Regions from separate parts of the Ovis aries genome. Here region 1 is linked to region 2. A link is a contact called in public Hi-C data. All regions are on one chromosome and are shown on one strand. The core of a region is the stretch at or near the end of the contact, and the rest is flanking DNA. Distances in the headings are between cores, read along the strand shown.

Region 1 (5,158 bases), core at 892-3,391, 100 kb before region 2:
CCACCCAAGAGAGACAGGACATAGTGAAGGGTTCTGACAAAATTGGTCCACTGGAGGAGGAAATGGTAAGTCCTCCCAGTATTCTTGCCATGGGGACCCCATGAATGGTATGCAAAGGCAAAAAGATAGGATACCAGATGAGCGCCCCACCCCACCCCACCCCCAGATCAGAAGGTGTCCAATATGACACTGGGCAAGAGCAGGACGAGCAGAGGGCAATTACTAAGAGCTCCAGAAGGAATGAAGACACTGGGCCAAAGTGGAAACGACGCTCAGTCGTGGATGTGTCTGGTGGCGGCCGGAAAGCTGGGGCAGAGAGTGTCATTTTCAGGGCAAGAGGCCCAGGGTGTGAACCAGTCAACGCCAGACTCTGAACAGGCTGCAGAGATTTCTCCACAAGAGAGTGACCTTTGACTGAGGATTCAGGGCCTTGGATTCTGACAGGGCACCTTCTGTTTCTCCAGGTCTCAGGGGGCCTGACCCAGGCTAGAGTCCAGCTGAGGGGCCACACTCAGCCGTGGGGTCCATGAGCCCCACCAGTTCATGCCAGACTGCTATGAACTCGGCTGGTTTGAAGTTTCTCAGCACTGGCCTCGGACTGTTTCGGGGTTGGATGCCCTGTGGTAAGCACTGACATGTCATATGCGGCCTGGCACAGGATGAACCCCAGACAAGCATGACTGTTCCTGAGTGTTAGTACAAAGATGAGCTCCAGAACCCAATTTGGAAACGACCGCCCGCCACAGTATCACTTGCTCCCGGCATTGCAGGGAGTGTTCCTGGGCACTAATGCTGCCAGGACAGTCTGTTGAGACTGCAGAGAATCTCAGTTGTCACAGAGAGAGGTAGAACAGTCCTCAGGCTGGTGTCGCATCACACCTGGCTGGGTGACTTCGGGGCCACCCCTCCCCTCACCATTTTGCTGAAAGTTTTACTTTCGTTTTTGGTTCGAAGGATTCATTAACAAAAGAAACCAATCACTTGTCACACAACAAACAATTTCAACATTTACTAGCAGATTATTTGGCTTAATTTCAATATACAGCCATTAAAAGAAGAGACATAGAAACAATAGAGAAAAGTAACAGTACATACATCACCACATGGGGCCGACCAACTTCTAGACTTAGACAGAGCTGGAAAGTCCCTCGACCACAGCCATATGGATTCCCAACTGGGAAAAGGTCCCCATCATGCAGGTGAGACTTCAAATTGCAGTTTTGGAGGCTCCTGCATATAATCCCAGGATGCCAGCTGATATCATCATCTGTGGGTATGCAAAAATGCAGCTCTGGTTTTCTTTAGCTTTTACAATGTTGTTTGTTTCACCTTGTGAGTCACGAGATTTTCCGGACCCCAGGGATTGGCTAGAACTCCAGGGGCTCAAGAAAATCCAAGCCCCATTCCCTTTCTTATCCAAAGTGCCACTTGACTTGCTGGTAACAATTTGTGTGTTTGCAAGTAGGCACATAGTCCAGGCAAGATCAGAAGTCAGTCAGAGGCCTTCTCTCCAGCGGCTGAAACCTGAACAAGACTTCCTCCATTTTAATTTCCTAACACCGCCCCCTGCCCATTTGCTGTCAAACCCAGCTCAGTGACATAACACCCACACCCCTCCACCCTACTCACAGGCTTCTGCATGGCCTGGGTTTCCATCTGCAGGGGAAGGCTGGATGGGCCACCCCTTTGCCCTTCTTGATGCTTCTCTGTGTCTCTGCTTCACCCAGACTGTGGACATAGGCTACAGACCGGGTGAGAATGTTACCGCTGTGTGTTTATTATTTGCACAGTAGTTCATGTTCATTTTAGAAGCCTTGGAAAACGCAGATAAGCAGAAAATCCTTCCCCAGAGTGGCCTTGGCTAACATCTGGTTCTCAGTCCTCTAAGCTTGTGATTCCTGCCTTAGGGTCCAGCCCTCTGCACCTCAGGGTCCTGGGGTTATTAGTCAAGTCTTCTATTGACTTTAATTCACTAGATCTGCTGGAGGCAGGAGGGATCTAGGAACCAAGGTACCTGCTCCAAGGCCCTGGGAACAGACCCAACACAAGGGGCGCATGCAGGCACACTCAGACACTGCACACCCGCACTCACACACATGGCCAGCTCACACTCACAGCAGGTCTGTGGGGCTGGGGTGGCAGCAGAGCTGGACCGGGGATGGCTTCCACATGCCCCCAACCCCCCACACAGGGCTCTGCTGGGAGAGAGCAAAGGACCCTGAGGGTGCAGCACCCTGACTCCACAGATCACGGATTAGAGGCCAGACAGCTCAGAGTCGGGAGTGCTCAGGCGTTTTCAGGGACAGGCTCTTAGTTTTGGTTCTGATGAGAGCCAGGCCAGCACTGGGCTGGGGCTCCTTTCTGGAGGCTGCGGTTTGGGGTGGGGACACACAGGCCATGCAGCCTGAAGTCACCACCAGGGGGCGCCATTGGGAAACAGTGAGTGAGCACGAGAGGAGCAGGCCTGGGAGCAGAAGCTGCCGCCACAGGGCTGCGCCCCAGTGTCGTTGGGATCCCCAGAAACCTGAGGGGCCTGCACAGGCCAGTGGGGCAGGGCAAGGGCTCCTGGAAGCCCCCAGTTTCCATAATCCTTCACCACCCAAAGACTTATGGGTGTGATTCAGTCTTGTCTTCATGTGCTGGTTTTGTCTAGTTGTGGGTCTTTAAACAAAAGTGCAACGCACAGCAGGAACTGGGCACCTGAGCAGGGTCCTCGCCATATCTATGCTCCTGCTTCCAGGCGAGGTCCTCATTCGGCCAGGGGTGGGCATATTCTTCCCACATGGAGCTGGGAGCTGAGGCATTAGGTAAAGCAGGAGGCGTGTCTATGCCTCTGTTGGGCACTTTGTGTGCCTGTCAATGTCCCCTCAGGGCACAGCCCCCTGATATCCCCTCACAGAGTCCTCTCACGGTTCCCCTCAAGTTCCGCACATGGCTGTTCCCTTGATATTCTCCTCACGGCATCTCCTCAGGAGGTTCCCTCCTGGCTTCCCCGGATGACGTTTCCTTCCTCGCGGGGTCTCCTCCTTATCACCCCTCGTGGCGTCCCCTGAGCCTGTTCCCCTCGTAGTGTGCCCAGTGGTTTCCCCCATGGCGTCTCCTCACGAGGTTCCCTTCACGGCTGCCCTCATGGTGTCCTCTCGTGACATCCCCGGATGGCGTTTCCCTCATGGTGTCCCCTTGCGGCCTCCTCTCACGCTTCTCCCTTCGGAGTGTCTCCTCTTTGGGTCCCCTCATGATGGCCTTCGGGACGTGCCCTCATGGCGTCCCGCGCCGTGCGCAGCAGCGGGGTGGGCGGCGGTGACGAGAGCGGCCCTCGCGCGTCCCGCGGATCCTCCAGCGCAGGCGCGTCCGCAGCCCCCGGGCAGGGCCGTCACGGAGCGGAAGCGGAGCGCGTGCCACCTGCGCCTGCGGCCCGGGGCTGGCCCTCCCGGCTCATTCTCCGAGCAAGCTTGGGTTTTCTCTGACCTCAAAACAAATAAACTAAACTGAAATAAATCTTAGAGATGGTTATTAACTGACAAATGTGTTATTCATGGAGCGCCTCAGCCATTCACTCAGATGAGAGCCGGTGAGGAGCCCGGTCTCCACGAGGGCAGGCGGCCAGGCACTGAGGCCGCTTTGCTATGGTTTGCCCAGAACGTTTAATCCTCAGCATTTTGTCCTAGCCTCCTAGGAGGTGTGTTTTGAAGGAGATGCTATTTTTATGGGGTGGTGAGAGAAAAAGGAAAGTCTCCCAGCAGCGTCCCAGGTTTGCGCCTGTGGTGTCTGGCGTGTTTGAGTGAAGGTCTGGGGCTGAGGGCTCCATGTCTGCGGGGCCGCCTCTCCGTTTCACAGGTGGGGCCAGGGTGGGAGGTTTCGCCGAATCAGCATCACTCAGGCCTTTAGGATCAAAGACTTTCCTTAATCCGTGCACGCCAGAAGCGTGAATCCTAAGTCCCCTCGGTGGCCTGGTAGGCAAGGGCGGGGTAGCTGGACCCAGGTCACAGGCTTCAGTCCCCCTCTGTGCCTCACGGGAACCAGGGGAGCCCCAGCCTGGCTCACAGGGCAGCATCCGTTCCTGCAGGTGGGGGCAGGGGACACGGGAGACCTGAAACCAGGGTGGAAGGTGCGCCTCCCCCAGCCCCTGTGCACTGGGGAGGCAGCGGGCGCGAGTCAGAGGGCATCTGAGCAGAGGCGTGCTGCGGCCTTCCCTCCTTGGGAACCTTCAGCAGGGGAGCCTGTGGCCTCAACTCCAAAGGCACCCGGACTTCCACATGTCTCTAGGCAGCAGGGCAGGGAGCACCGACAGGGCCACGCCCAGGGGCACAGTGGCCTGGTCCAGAGGTAACGGCCTGACTCTTGCTGGAAGAGACAAGACTGAGCTTTCTGCCGATGGTGGGAGCAGGGAGCCATCGATGGCAAACAACTCTCAGTGACAGTGCTGACAGGTGCCCAGTCCCTTCCGCACCCTCACTTGCCACCCGCACCCAGCCTGCAGTGACCCTGCCTGCCTGAGGCACCCATGAGACAAGGGGCATGAACCCACAGCCACTCTCTTCCTATATAGGGAGATGGGCACGCTCACCATGAACTGGGAGGGCAGCAGAACTCTTTGCAAGAATAGGTGGCTTTCAGGCATGATGGGGAGATGGACATTTTGATATATCTGGTTTCAGCTGCTAGCTACCCACATAAACTTTATGAAAGAAAAAAAAAGAACAATATTGCTACATTCCAAGGAAATGAATGCGTTAAACCCAGCTGGTCTGTGTGGCCATGGGATGTGGCTGGGAACCCCAAACGCTGGAGGAATATCAGCCAGATGCAAAGGCATTTTCTAGGGTCACTCTGTGGCTCCCCTGGAGGCTCAGATGGTAAAGAATCCATCAGACAAAAACTTCCCCCCCACTTATAGGTATTTGTGTCCCTTTCTCCTGATGCTGCAGGGGGCCCCATTTCTCAGTCTCTGGGCCACTCAGCATTCTTCCTCTCCAGGCCCAAGACCTCATTCATTGCTACTGGCTACCGGGGCTGTTGTGGAGAGGTCAGTCCCTCCCAGCATCTGGTGTTGTAGGGAGGCCAGGACAATGGTGACCACCTGGGCCTCAGTCTGTAGTTTTGGGACCCTGGGTTGAAGGCCTGGAAATGTGGCCGCTCTCCCAGGGCCGAGGCTCCC
Region 2 (5,190 bases), core at 808-3,307:
AGATCCTGACAGAGCCTGTGACATCAGTCACATTGCCTGCATCCAAAAATGACTGACACAACCCCATGCATTGGCCCTAGGGTACACACTCACACACAAAGTGAACTAAGGTAGTGAAAGTCGCTCAGTCGTGTCCATCTCTTTCAACCCCATGGACTATACAGTCCATGGAATTCTCCAGGCCACAATACTGGAGTGAGTAGCCTTTCCCTTCTCCAGGGGGTTTTCCCAACACAGGGATCGAATGCAAGTCTCCCACATTGCAGGCGGATTCTTTACCAGCTGAGCTACCAGGGTGAACTAAGGTAAACATGAACCAAACTCATTTCACTGAAACCACCAGCCAGCCAGGAAGGGAATGCAAGCACAACGGAAATGATTCAACACTAAGACACTTTCTGTACCACTGGGATTCACACTGCCTATGCAGAATTTGCAGGCATGTGTGCGTGTGCGTGTGTGTGCATACACACGTGTATCTATGTGTCTGGATGGTGTATACCCACTCAAATGTGTGTCTGTGTACATGTGTATGTGTTTTCTCATATGTGTAACTGAGCAGTCGTGTACTCTTGAGAAAAATGTGTAGGGCTTGAAGGACTGGCAGAAATAAGAAAAGCGATCCAGACATTCTTCCAAGAGGTGCACCTCGTGTCTTCAAGTCTATGATTAATTCCTGAAAAGCAGGGAGTTTGCCTTCTATTTTCATATGTCCCTCCACATTTCAAATTGCTATATATATAAAATCACACAGGCTTCCCTGCTGGCTCAGAGGGTAAAGAATCCGCCTGCAATGGAGGAGACCAGGGTTTGATCCCTGGGTTGGGAAGATCCCCTGGAGAAGGGATGGCTACCCACTCCAGTGTTCTTGCCTGGTGAATTCCATGGACAGAAAAGCTTGGAGGGTACAGTACATGGGGTTGCAAAGAGTCGGAGATGACTCAGCGACTAACACTTTCACACTTTTACTTTCTAACACACAAATTCCGATTAACTAAGTCTCAAGGTGGGCACAGCTGAGTCAGACCATATTGGGTGGATACATGCTCATTTTAAACAGGGAGCATAGATACCCAGGTCACAAAGACCCTCATCCTCACCCTTAGAACTGCTGTCTAGCCTCTAGCCCACCTGGTCTCCTCTAACTAGACAAGGGTGGGCCCCTAACTCCAGTGGGGCCAAAATTTCTCTTCCCCAGTAGGGCAGGGAGACTGCCAGCCCATCTCAGCAGCAGGGGCTGAAATCCTACTGTGGGCACAAAGCTGTTGACACCTTCGCCTCGGACACCCCGGGTGCTGAGACAGAAAGGGACAGAGAAGGAGGTAGAGTCAAGAGGGGAAAAAACAGCCTCCTGGACCAGATTTGGAAGCAATACTTCCCTGAGGTATCCTCAAAATAAGCACCTCTGTTCAGGGTAAGCTGGCCCAAATGCACACTGAGAATCTTGCCAAAACAGAAGTGGATTTGAAGCAAGGTCCATGGCCCATGGGGCAAGCACGACGAGAAAGTAATTTATCCTGAAGTGAATACACTCCGGCTCTGAAAGCTTTAGGCAGAATCCCCTCGAAGGCTACCTGATGAGATCATTTATTCATTCATCGGGTCCCCCAACGGAGAACCATATCGTGCACAGCCCTGAGAAAAGCACGCGGAGACCAGACGATGGGGACCTCTGAGTCCCAGTCCCCGTGCGTGGTCTCGGCACAAAGCTCTCGGCACAAAGCTCTCGGTACAAAGCCCTCGGTACACACTGCGGCGGAGGTCAAGGGTTTCCCGACCGGCAGCTCCGCCCGACCCCGCCCAACCCCTTCCTGCGCGGTCCGGGAGGGATTCTGCAGGCTACGCCCTCCAGACGACCACGCCCCTCTAGGCGCCCGATTCGCCCAACCACAAACCAGGCCCCTCGCGGCCAGGCCACACCCACACTGCAGTGCCTTTCCGGGAAAGGCCCTGCCTGCACCAGATCCACCTTTTTCTGACCGGGCCATGCCCACAGCCACACCACGCCACGCCCCTGTTAGGCCCCGCCCCTCGGCCAGGCCCCGCCCATACCACCGTTCGCGCGCTCCCGGCGCTATCTGGTACCTGCTCTGGCGCCGGCGCTCCGCCGCCCCGCTGCCCTCCGGGGCCTTGGGAGCACCCCTCCGCTGAGGTGCCATTAGCCACGCTGCCGCGAAGCTAGGCCGAATGCGGGAGCCGCCACAAGCCCGGGACGAGCGCTGCGAGAGGTAGCGCGAGGCCGGCGCAGCCGGGCACGCGAAGCGACACCCTCAGCCTTCAACCTCCGGACTGGTGACCAGGCCTGAGCAATCGGAGGTCGAGCGCCGAGCGGGGCAGGGCGGGGACCCGAGCGCGGACCTGGCTTGCTCCCCGCGGCGCACCTGCCTTGGCCGTACCCCGCCTCCCCTGACCTCCGGGGAACCTGACAAGCCTCCGAACCTTCTACTGAAGCGTGTCCTTGCCCCGCCGTGCGTGCTCTACCGGGGTCTCCAACTCCTCCTAGAGTCTGGAAGCCTTCTCCCCGCGGTGTCCAAGCCCTCCTCCCAGGGTCTCCGCACCCTCTCCTGTGGGATTTCCAACGCTCCTCTTCCTGGGCCCATGCCACACCTGAGGGCACTGGGTCCTGTTGGTGCTTTGTATCTGTGAGGCCTGCTGTTTAGTTTACAACATTCAATTTCCCGTCCAGTGGGCAAGAAGTAAGATCTTAACCAGTCCTGTCAAGATACCTAAGATTCTGAATGAGGGGAATTAGTGAGATTCATTCATAAGGATTAAGTCTGATGAAGGTGAGTAATTCATTGATACCGGGGGGGGGGGGGGGGAGTCTGGACTCATTGAATAAGAAAAGTGATCTGCCCAACAGTCCCCAAACTGGGGAAATCAGATGCCATCGCCTGGCAACTTACCTAGAAGTCCAAGAGACTGGGACAATTGCGGATCTACCTACCAGGTTGTCTGATAACAATAGTGACAATTGGCCCAAGTCTGAAATAATCATATATATATAGACCTCGTGCAGGAGGGAATCAAAGAACTACACACTTGAAAGAGGGAATACTGACTTCTCTGTATCCTTTCCATTTAGATTTTGCAGCAACTTACTTTGGTAAACAACTCTGAATGTGTCTGAAACAGGTAAGATGTCGGTGTTCATTCCTGCTGTAGGGCTATAGAAAAGTAAGATTTCTCTCTAAACACAAGGAAGCACACCCAGGACTAATACAGACTTCTCAGCTCAAAATTTTTTATTTTAACTCTATTCTCTGGAAAATACATTTGGGTTATAGTGGGAGAGGGGGTTGTTAGAGTTTTCTTTTTTATTATTTTTTCAAAATGTAAAGCAACTCAGCTTTGAAACATTTCAGTTTTTCAAAATGCTTTGTCTTAACTCATCCGCTTCTCAGATAGCAATTTAGGTAATTGCCTTAAGAACTTTGTCATTGAGATTGTTTTGAATATAATTTATTTTTTTCAATCAAACTGATTGATTTCTATGTGCGTTATGTTATTTTCTCTGCTATATTATAAAGTCCCTAAGGTCAGGGATTTATGAATCCTTGCACAGAATGAGTAGTTTGAATTGTGGAGCTGAATATATGACCAATATACAGAGATTTTCTTTCCTTTTCCTGTCTAATTCTATGTGTTTTATGCTTCATCCAGATACCTCCTCTAGTTTAACATAAACTAGTCAGCACTGATAAACTTGTGACTTACTTGTTTTTAAATTATCAATGGCCTATTTTAAATCCTAGACAGTTTTCTCTGACCTAGGATAAATTTTTACAGTTTCTCCCTCCCTGCAACCAAGCTGACTCAAACTCTAAAAATGCGAATTATTTTAAATACTGTTTAAAGTAGAATAAAATTGAGGATCAGTTTTCTACAGAAGCATCATATTGTGGGGCCTGAAAAATGTTTAAGAAATATTTGCCTGTTTTCACTGGCATAGTATATATAGGATAAGACAGTTTTTAAAACAGGCAATTATTTTGCAGTCATTTGTATTATTGTAGATTATAGCCATCTTATAAGGAAACCAGTGCTGTATGACAAGGGTCCTTGTATTTGAACGTGGAGACAGACATCTTGATACATTTCATGTTGGTGAAATGAGTTTCCTCCTAGTTCATATCAGAATTGAAACAGACATTGGAAGGACATAACCATTAATTTCTTCACTAGGAAGAAGTGCCCAGAAAAGAGATTTTTTAGTTATATGACCTCAAAAAATAGTGAGATGTCAGGTTCCTCACCATTTAAGATGCGACTAGTTCATCTGGACCTGAAAGGAGCCCCGCCAAAGGTCTGCTACCTCTCGGAGGTAAGAGCTCCCTTTCTTCTTTAGAGAATCACTTTGCCTTGGGTTTGGTTATGAAGTTGTGAACAGTGTTCTGTAGACACATTCTTGGAACACAACCATGGGTTCTGAGTTGAGGCGTGATGGCAGCAGCATAGATCTTGAATTTCCCCCATATCCCCTCACAAAGCAGATAGCAACCAGGATAGCAAAAAGAAAAACAGAAAAGACAAAACCCCACAACCTCTGTTGTGAACCAAATCTTGTCTCCTAAAAAGATATATTTAAATCCTAACCAAGCAGACCTGTTAATGTGACCTGTGATTTAAAGATAGGGTCTTTGCAGATGTCTTTGACATTAGATGAAGTCATATGGGAACAGGGTGAGCTCTAATCCAATAAGTGGTGTTTGTATAAGGAGAGGGGACAATAGACACAGAGGGAAGATGACATGAGGACAGAGGCAGAGACTAGAATCAATGCATCTGCATGCCCAGGAGGGTTAAGGATGCCAGAAATTCGCAGAATCCGGAAGAGACAGGGAGGATGCCCCTTATAGCCTGGGAGGGAGCACGGCCCTGCTGACACCTAGATTTTAGGCTTCATCCTCCCAAGCTGTGAAAGAATACATTCTTACTATTTCAAGCCCCCCGTTTGTGATGACTTGTTATGGCAGCCACAGGAAAAGCATGTACTCTAAAACAAATGTAAGTTATCAGGGTTTCCCTGTGAATGCCAAAATGCAAGGGGTGGGGCCAAACCACGGATAGACAGCTCAACACTCCTGTGGGGTTAGCAGCTGGGCAGGGGATGGTAGAGGAAAGATAAAAAAGAATTTAGGATCTTCCCTGGTGGTTCAGTGGCTAAGACTCCAAGCCCCCAATACAGGG

Evidence for each region. A called contact is a pair of places that touch in the nucleus more often than the background predicts.
Region 1: a contact with region 2 is called in a Hi-C map of hypothalamus, with 2.2 times the contacts expected there. The contact joins the enhancer-like site here to the promoter of HEXD in region 2. A contact is called at or near these places in 3 of 16 Hi-C or Micro-C datasets (hypothalamus, liver and skin fibroblasts).

Annotation. Positions count from the first base shown.
Region 1 is chr11:49,929,739-49,934,896 of ARS-UI_Ramb_v3.0, reverse strand. All of the region lies in intron 1 of LOC132657438 (a long non-coding RNA gene), which reads left to right. Among named protein-coding and RNA genes, the nearest start is that of UTS2R, 70 kb to the right of the region's middle. Within about 2 kb of position 2,141, at least 3 of the 54 cell types and tissues checked have an H3K27ac peak or open chromatin away from gene starts, as enhancers often do. A contact at or near this core is called in hypothalamus, where this site is marked.
Region 2 is chr11:49,829,194-49,834,383 of ARS-UI_Ramb_v3.0, reverse strand. It overlaps HEXD (hexosaminidase D), which reads left to right and starts at 2,057. Exons shown (of 13, transcript XM_042256217.1): 1 at 2,057-2,786; 2 at 3,086-3,135; 3 at 4,190-4,324. The coding sequence starts at 3,121. OGFOD3 (2-oxoglutarate and iron dependent oxygenase domain containing 3) reads right to left here and starts at 2,291. Exons shown (of 9, transcript XM_027974314.2): 1 at 2,086-2,291. The coding sequence starts at 2,159.